Linked DNA regions of Mus musculus: region 2 is linked to region 1. Evidence: chromatin contacts called from public promoter capture Hi-C data. All regions are on one chromosome and are shown on one strand. Each heading gives the region's core, a stretch centred on a gene start, on an enhancer-like site or on the middle of the called end of the contact. The rest is flanking DNA. Distances are from core to core; before and after follow the strand shown.

Evidence for each region. Promoter capture Hi-C pulls out the DNA fragments that hold promoters and counts their contacts.
Region 2: a contact with region 1 is called in a promoter capture Hi-C map of the HPC-7 cell line. The contact joins the enhancer-like site here to the promoter of Golph3l in region 1. A contact is called at or near these places in 12 of 39 promoter capture datasets (the C10 cell line, the HPC-7 cell line, cranial neural crest and 8 more), 1 of 15 datasets of contacts at CTCF or cohesin (the NIH/3T3 cell line), 3 of 484 Hi-C or Micro-C datasets (the HPC-5 cell line, bone marrow-derived macrophages and embryonic stem cells), 2 of 115 datasets of contacts at active chromatin or transcription factors (both in embryonic stem cells) and 3 of 9 other capture datasets (adipose tissue, liver and pancreatic islet).

What each region holds. Positions count from the first base shown.
Region 1 is chr3:95,585,995-95,590,840 of GRCm38.p6, reverse strand. Golph3l (golgi phosphoprotein 3-like) reads right to left here and starts at 1,907. Exons shown (of 5, transcript NM_146133.3): 1 at 1,707-1,907. The coding sequence starts at 1,874. Hormad1 (HORMA domain containing 1) reads right to left here. Exons shown (of 15, transcript NM_001289532.1): 15 at 2,981-3,460. The coding sequence ends at 3,383. It overlaps Gm40097 (a long non-coding RNA gene), which reads left to right and starts at 2,024. Exons shown (of 3, transcript XR_867468.2): 1 at 2,024-2,196; 2 at 3,425-3,481.
Region 2 is chr3:95,792,062-95,796,438 of GRCm38.p6, reverse strand. All of the region lies in intron 1 of Rprd2 (regulation of nuclear pre-mRNA domain containing 2), which reads left to right. Among named protein-coding and RNA genes, the nearest start is that of Gm26361, 2.6 kb to the left of the region's middle. Within about 2 kb of position 2,573, at least 5 of the 459 cell types and tissues checked have an H3K27ac peak or open chromatin away from gene starts, as enhancers often do.

The sequences.
Region 1 (4,846 bases), core at 658-3,157:
ACAAATAACTTCAATAACAACAAAAGCCCAGCAAGAATGTTAAAAGATTATCAAATTTGCAAAAGAAAATGGGGCTAGGGCTGGAGAGATGGCTCAGTGGTTAAGAGCACTGACTGCTCTTCCAGAAGTCCTGAGTTCAATTCCCAGCAATCACATGGTGGCTGACAACCATCTGTAATGGGATCTGATGCCCTCTTCTGGTGTGACTTCTTCAGACAGTGTACTCATATACATGAAATAAATAGAATGTCTTTTTTTTTTTAAGTATAGAATAGGGTTTATTAAGGGCATGGGGAGGGGAGTTACGAGGGTAGTAGAGGCAGAGAAAGAGAGTAGAGAAGTAGAGGAGTCATGAGCACGTGGAGAGAGAGGTGGGACGGGAATGGGGAGAGAAAGGGGAAGGGAAGCAGGGAAAGAGCAAGGGAGGAGCAAGAGACCAAGAGGGCAAGAACTAAAATAAGTCTTTTTAAAGAAAGAATTCATTCAAAAAAGAAAAAGAAAAAGGGGCTAGAATATGGCTCAGTGTTACAGTTACAGCATAGTGTTATTTAGCATATATAAGGTCCTAAGTACCATTCCCATAAATGGGGGAAAAAAAATCTGAGCACACACCCTTTTATACTAAGCATTACACTTGTCTAAGTCATCTGTGATAAAGCTTAAAGTTAGCACAGTTCATACAAATGTAAATGTATTTTATTTTTCGTTTGTTTAGAACGAAACAAAACAGGGTTGCTCTGTGTAAATGTCCTAGCTATCTTGGAATTCATTATGTAGACCAGGCTGGCCTTGAACTTAGAGATCCACCTGCCTCTGCTCCCCAAGTGCTGGAATTAGAGGTGTGTCACCACTGCCTGGTATAAATGTCAATTTTTATGATTAAAAGCAAGTCAAAAACTATCAGCAATTATATATCTTTGAGGTCAAAAGAATAATATTTAAAATGTGCTATGGTTGTGCCTAGTTCAACAATTTTATCTTGCTTTCTTTCTGCCTCTGATCCTTGTGATCTTGGAGTTTTCTTCCTTTTCCTTTCCTCCCTAAATACTGTCTGTCCAGTCTTTGAAGGCCTACTAAAGACAAGTGAGGCCTTAAGGTGAATTCTATCTCTCCACTATGCATATATTAAACACTTAGAAATGGATTTTTCTTCAGTTGTATGTAAACAGAAATTTATACTTAAGCCCTTTAAAATGTTTATTATAGTCCCTCTTTTGTTATGGCTGTCTGTTACATTAAACTTCTCCAGGGCTGAAATATTGTCATCTTTTAATTTTTATATTCTCCATAGCAACTAGCACAATATCTTTAACGTTTTAACTGCTCAAATAAATATATACTCATTAAACAGCACCAGAAATACACACCAAGAGTCTTACAAACAATTCTTCATACAAGCGTATATTTCAAATATAATTTTCAGGGGAAGTAAGAAGAGTGAAGGAACAGAACACAGAACAATGCCTTAGGGTGCCAATTCCATTTGGCATTATTTCCAAACCCAATCCAAGAAACTTTAACACCCCGGGGAGAATGGGGGCAATTTTCTTTGAGGAATTCATCATTTCCCTGTGGCCACTTATTAGTTAAAATACCCTACTTGAAAACATGATGAGCAACAACAAATAAGTAAAAACCACCCTTTCTCTCTAAAGTAAAATACTGACCAGCTCTGTTGGATGTTAAGAAGTGTTATATTTGCTCACCTGACGTTGCTCCTGAGCTGCAGTGGGACGTAGGCTGCAGTTCGCGCTCTCGTTTTGGAGGGCACCTGTTTCCCGTACCCTAGGCGGGTTCCAGTAGGTGAAAAACTTCTCAGCCACACAGAGAGTACAAACTTCCTGATCCTTCGTTGCAGAGAGGGAATAACACATCAGCTTCCTCAGGATCACTAGGCAACCTACCTTGGTGTTTCTTCATTGGGCCAATCAGAAACCCCCAAGTTTGACTCTAGCCAATCGGAGCTTACGAGGGGAGGTCCTCCGGGCTATTGTGTTGCGATCCAGACAAACATCACCAAAAGGAGGCAGGTTTGGGTTCAACCTGACAGCTGGTCTGTCCAATGAAGGAACCTCGGTGGCTGCGAGGAAAAGGCTGCATCCCACCCCGATGAAATTACCCAATCAAAGTATTCTGTGAGATAGCACAGTGCTGCCAATCACGAAAGGATTCTGTTGGCCAATTTCAGTGTAGCAGGTGTTTTTCTGTAGCTGTCTGTATTGGCACTGCTGGTTAAGAAATGTTGGCATCCAAGCAATAAGGCTAAGAGTAAACTCTGAGCTTAACTTTGCCTCTAGAAAAACGTAATCTGACTCGGTTTGTGCTGTTTATACTGAACAGCATGGGTACTATTACACACATAACAGCTCTAGAGGGATGTTATCCCACTTTGATAATCCTGTAGCTACTGTACAGTTTGGAATATGGCTGCTAAAATTACAAGACGGAAACAGATCAAGTTTTTAGGTCTTCCTTTTCTGAAGCAAAGGAAGCAAATAGCTTGGGTGGGGCTAGGTTCCAGGTCTCTCAGCAAAACAATTGTTCACACTACCACTCAAAAGTTCTAAAATGTGTCCACCTCGCGAAAGATATACTTACTTAAATTCTCTCAAAATTAATAGCTGAACACTTTCTGTTAATTAAATAACTAGAAGCCCTGAAAGACCCTGCACACTGAGCATCTTAGTCATGGTATTAAGATGCCGGTCTTTTTTTTATTGGCCATTGCTTTTATCATTTTTGCTCTAAATACATATTTAAAAGTTGTTAATAGGGCTGGTGAGATGGCTCAGCGGTTAAGAGTGCCGACTGCTCTTCCAAAGGTCATGAGTTCAAATCCCAGCAACCACATGGTGGCTCATAACCATCTGTAATGAAATCTGATGCCCTCTTCTGGTGTGTCTGAAGACAGCTACAGTGTACTTACATATAATAAATAAATAAATATTAAAAAAAAAAAGTTGTTAATAACACACTATATCAAAATAGCAAACATTGTTTTAATAGCACCAAGTAAATGGTACAGTTTTAACATAAGTAAAAAGTGTATCCTTACAGAATTTTAAAGTCAGAATAAACACTTCAAAAATGGTTTTAGAGGGCCTTAAAACTTAACACATTTAAAAAAAAAGCTTTCTTTAAAATAGAAGGCAGGTTGTATTCAGTGGATATGAGCAGAATCAATGACATTTGTATTTTTGTTTAGTCAAAAGTTCCCTTGGATTTATCTCAGGTAAACACAATATAATAGCTAAAACTTTTATTAGTTTAATAACTATGAACTACAAAATAATTTTCAGAGGTACAGAAGGCACACCTTCAAATAATACAGCATATTAGTTTAAATGTTGAGAACTGCAAATTTGCATAAGAAAAATAATTTTTAGGTATGTTCCTTTGGTTCACTAACTCTCCTTTTCTTCAGCACTGACTCTTGACTAGATTCCAAGACGTGAAGGACCTGTTAAAAGAAAACAACTACGTAAGAGACTTTAATTTTTTGGGGGTGGGGTTCAAGACAGGGTTTCTCTATATAGCCCTGGCTGTCCTGGAACTCACTTTGTAGACCAGGCTGGCCTCGAACTCAAAAATCCGCCTGCCTCTGCCTCCCAAGTGCTGGGATTAAAGGCGTGAGCCACCACGCTCGGTGAGACTTTAATTTTTTTACAGTTTAAAATTAAAAAAAATGTGTGTATATGTTTGTTTCCCTGTGTGTGGGTAGAGTACATGAATGCAGGTTCCCTTAGATGCCAGAGTGTGGCACTTGATTCTCTAAAGCTGGGATAGAAGGGAGTTGTGAGCTGCCAGATGAGTGTGTTGGGAACAAAACTCTAGTCCTCTGTTAGAGCAGTAGGTGTTCTTAATAACACCTTTCCAGGCCCCCAATTACAAATTTCTTAATATTTATTTGTGGTGTGTTGTGTGTGAAAATACAAGTATGCAGGTCAGAAGACACTTATAGCAGTTGGGTCTCTCCTCTTGTTATGTGGGGTCCTGTAGATCAAATTTAGGTACCAGAGGGCAAAATGCTTTTAATGCTGGAGTATTTCACTGGCCAAAGATTTTCTAGTTTAAATATCTCTTAACTGAGGGCCCTCCCCCTGCTCACAATAAAAATAGTATGCTACAGTAAAATTTCTTTGTTTTTGAGACAGAGTCTCACATGATCTAGAATTGCTTCCTATGCACTATGTATAGCAAAGGTTGGCTTTGAACTTCTCATCTCTCATTGTACACTCAGTGCTGGGATCATGGGAATGTGCTCCTACATATGGTTTGGTGTGGTGGTGAAAGTCTAGTAACACAGGGTTCTATGCATGCTAAGCAGGCACTCTACTGACTGAATGACATCTCCAGCCCAGCATAGGTATTTTCTACTAAGATATGCTACCTGGGATAATTTTATTTATTTGTTTGTTTGTTTGTTTGTTTTTGTTTTTGTTTTTGTTTTTTGAGACAGGGTTTCTCTGTGTAGCCCTGGCTGTCCTGGAACTCACTCTGTAGACCAGGCTGGCCTCAAACTCAGAAATTTGCCTGGGATAATTTTAAAGTAGAGTATAATTTATTGTTGACATACAACTTATCTAAAAGTATATCCTCACAAAAGGTAAGATATTTGAGTTGTTTTAGATAGAAGAAAAATAATTGTAAGATTATATCACTGAAATAGTAAAATAAAAATTGGAGAAATGAAAAGGAAATAAAGATTTTAATCAAAAAACAGGAAAACATTTTACTTTGGGCCATGTGAGATTTAAATCTCTTTTAAGGTAGGGTAGCTCATGCCTATACTTGCAGCAGTTTGGTAGGCAGAAGCATTACGATCACAAGTTCATGCAGCCTCGGC
Region 2 (4,377 bases), core at 1,324-3,823, 200 kb before region 1:
TTTAAGGTTTTTGTTTGTTTATGTTTAGCATTTGAACCATTTTTAAAAATTTTTTTTGAAGTTCTTACCTTTGGATAATGGTTGCATTCATTTTTCGGATTTAGTAAGTCAACTCGTTTAGCAGATGTTTAGAGTCTACTTTTCTCTTGACTGTTGAGCTAATTTATGAGCTGCACTTGTGCTGCACAGCAAATGTTCTTGAGTGACTCTTGGTGGACTGGTGACTGTTTTTCTCTTTCATCTGTGGTTTATTTTTTTTTTTAATATTTATTTATTTATTATATGTAAATACACTGTAGCTGTCTTCAGACACTCCAGAAGAGGACATCAGATTTTTGTTACGGATGGTTGTGAGCCACCATGTGGTTGCTGGGATTTGAACTCAGGACCTTTGGAAGAGCAGTCGGCACTCTTAACCTCTGAGCCATCTCACCAGCTCCTCATCTGTGGTTTATATGTGTGCATGCTTTCACATGTGTGGGGAACACGTCTGGTGCTTTACTCTGTTACTCTCATTCTTCCCCGAGATACTCTCTCTCTGAAACTGGGGCTTGTCTTTCCCAGAAGCCATTTTCCCTGCAAGCTCCTGGGATCCACATGTCTGTGCCCTGTAACACTGGACTGGGTTACCTAAGCACCCCCAGCTTTCCAGTGGATCAGTGAAATCAGACTCGGGTCCACATGCTGCTGCAGCAAGCACAGTGCCCGCTAGGACCTCTCTCTGGGAAGGAGGAAGGAGGGAGGGAGGGGTGTGGAGGTCAGAGAATGATTTGGTGCCTTTTTCTCCCGCCATGCAAGGAGTTGTTAACTTGGCATCCAGAGCCTTTACCCAGTGAACTATCTTGATGACACCTGGTAGCAGCACTTTACTACTTTTAATTTTGGTTGAATATTGTTCCCCTTTTCAATGTATATAAAAATCAACTTACTAAGGACTTAGTTTTTCAACCATTACATAAGTGACACTAAAGTTGAAAATACCTGAAATTGTTTGTTAATTACAACACCCATAATATTTATTTATTTATTTATTTATTTATTCATTCATTTATTCATTCACTTTTTTTTTTTTTTTTTTTTTTTTGAGGTAGGGTCTCTATGTACCTCTGTCTGTCCTGGAACTCACTCTGTAGACCATGCTGACCTTGAACTCACAGATCCATTTGAGTCTCTGCCTCCTAAGTGTTAGAATTAAAGGCATGTGCCAACACACTCAGCTTTTTTTTTAAAGTCTTGTTAAAATGTGAGAATATATAATGTAATAGTATTTCATTCATCAGTAAACAGTTAAATATTTTGATTCTTGGAACACCAACTTAGGAAGAATTGTCTTTGTCTTTGTAAAGATAATTCTTGTTTTTCAATTTCTTTATTAGTATTTCTGTATGGCCCCAGATTTCTTTCTGTTTAATTGCCTTTGTCCTTGGCCACTTAAAACATTCATTCATTCATTCATTCATTCATTCGTGTGTGTGTGTGTGTGTGTGTGTGTGTGTGTGTGTGTGTGTGTGACACAAGGGTTTTCTTTGTAGCCCTGGCTGTTCTGGAACTCACTCTGTATGTAGGACAGACCTGCTTCAAACTCAGAGATGCCCCACAAGTGGTGGGACTAAAGGCATGCCCCACCACTGTCAGGCCAAAGTGTTGTTGTTTTTAATGTATATGGGTATTTTGCTTGTATGTTTGTCTCTGGGCCTTATTTGTGTCTACAAAAGCCAGAAAAGAACATTGGGTCTCCTGGGACTTTTGTGAGCTGGGAACTAATTTGGGTCCTCTAAAAGAACAACTGATGCTTTTAACCAAGGAACCATCTTTCCAGCCCCCACTTATTTTTTTAAAAAAAAGATTTGTTTGTGTATCTACTGTGTGTAAGAGCCTAAATATGTGTGTTCCATACGCCTGCAGGTATCAGAGAGGCAGTAAGATGGAGGCTTTTATGTTGGTGTCTAACCACATCCACTTTGTGGGGCTTAAAGTTCTTGATGGGGTAAGACAGGGTGAAAACCAAATCAAATATAGCATATAGGGAAGTTATTCTTGAAGTTTGAAATTCAAACTCATGCTTGTAATCCAAGCATTTAGTTCAAACTTTAAAAATACTTTAAGAATATTACAAAGAGCTTGTATATACTTTTCCTCCTGTACCCCAGGATAACCTGAAACTTGGTATGTGTTACTAGAATGACTCTCAAGTCCTAATCCTCCTGCTTTTGTTCACTCCCCAGGCTGGGAATACAGGTGCCTACCCCCACACGGGCCTAGCAAGGTGTTTTATTTGTTTATTTGATGGTTGGGGCTGGGGCTGCTGCTGCTGCTGCTGCTGCTGCTGCTGCTGGTCTGTCTTTGTTTTGTTTGAAACTTGAGTTGTTCACTCTTTTGGGCTTCCACTGAGCGAGTCAGGATGCCTCTAGGTAATGGGATGGGGATGCTGCACATGTTCTTTAGAGAAGATAATTCTCATTTAATGCTACTTTGTGTATAAAATAGCATGTATGCTTATGTCCCAAGAGTGAGAGATCTGTGTCATAGAGTCCTGGGTGGTACATTGTGAAATACCTCTTAGAGCAAGTGAGAGAAGGCACTGCTGAAGGAGGAGCTGTTACAGAATGGGCTCATTCGTAGGACATTAGTCCCCTTCTTGTGTACTTTTCCTTTAGTAGAATCTAACAGCAGAATTAGAGGTACAGCAGACTGTGGCAGCACATACCTGTAAACTCAGTACTTGGAAGGTGGGGTCAGGTTGTTCTGGGGATCAGGAATTTGAGGCCACCTTGGGCTTTTCAAGACCCTGCCTCAGAAACAGAACAGAACTCCGGAGGTAGAGGCAGACAGATCCCCAGAGTTGGAAGGTAGTCTGGTCTACACAGCAAATCCCAGGCCCTACATAGTGTGAGACCCTGTGCTCAAGACACCATGACCAAGGAAATTCTTTCTTATAAAAGAAAACATTTAGTTAAGAGTTTGCTTACAGTGTCAGAAGCTTTTGTCCACTATTGTCATGGCAGAGAACATGGTGACAGGCAGGAGTGGTGGTAAAGTAGCCAAGAGTTACATCGTGATCAGCAGACAGAGAGACCCGCACACACAGAAACAGAGAAACTGGGCCTAGTATAGGATTTTGAAGAACTTTTGAGACCTCAAAGCCCACCTACTGTGACACACTTCCAAATCCTTCTAATCCTATCAAAGAGTTCCACTCCCTGGTGACTAAGTGTTCAGATCTATGAGCCTATAAGGGCCATTCTCATTCAAATCTGCACACCTTGTCTCAACACAAATTAAAACAAAAATCAGACAAGAAGGTTCTAGAGAGGTGGTACACATTGTTGATGTATTTGCATCCATGATGTATACACACATTGTATGTATACATGCATGCCAAGCACACATAAGGAAAAATAATAAATGTAATTTTAAAAAACAAAAGAAAGGTACAGGAAAAGCATTCATTTAGACTCATCCAGACTTAGGGTTTTGTACTAGAAAGCTAAATTAGGTAGAAAAGGAAAAGAAAATGAGGGTTTTGGTAAGAGTAATTTAAATAATGTATCAAATGCAGTGGAATTCTTAGAAATAAATGAATTCTGAAGGAGATGGAGGAGGTAGAGAGCATGGACTGCTGTCTGAGGTTGTAGAATGGTAGAATGGGAATGGGTGAGTGTGGTCAGAGACAGGGCTGTGTGAGCAGATCCTAGAAGGCAATGAGTGTGAGGTGAGGAGCCTGAGTGACTGTAGAACTTGGGTCGTCCAGGTGAATGTTAGAATTGCCCAGCATTTTAACAGTGAACCTTAGGTGGGTTGAGTCTTTGAAAAGCTTAGCCTTCGTGTAAACCTGGAATCAAATTATGCCCAGAACATTCAGATATTTCAAATAGCTTCAGCCAGCAAATGGAGGCACTTAAATGTTTTGTGAGAAGTGTCTGGATTGGTTGATCTAAGGATCTGTATATGGAATACTATTAAACATGATTTGCAGTTATTTTCTGGTTTGAGGTCAGTGTTGTACAAGATTAGTTTTCTTCTAATCTTGCTATTTGTACAAGTTCGTTCAACTCTTTCTCCTTTTCTTTTTTCTTCCCTTCCCTTCCCTTCCTCTTTCTTTCTCTCTCTCTCTCTCTCTTTCTTTCTTTCTTTCTTTGTCTCCACAAATATTTGGGGAAACTATTTTATTTTGGTTTAATTAATTAATTAATTAATTGTACAATCCAGATTGTATCCCCCTCCTGGCCCACCCTCTAACTGTCCCCCATCCCTACCTCCCTATCTCCATGAGGATGTCCCTATCCTCACTCTCCACCCCACAAGACCTTCCCATTCTCTGGACCTCCAGTCTCTTGAGGGTTAGGTTCATCTTCGCTGACTGAACCCAGGCCTGGC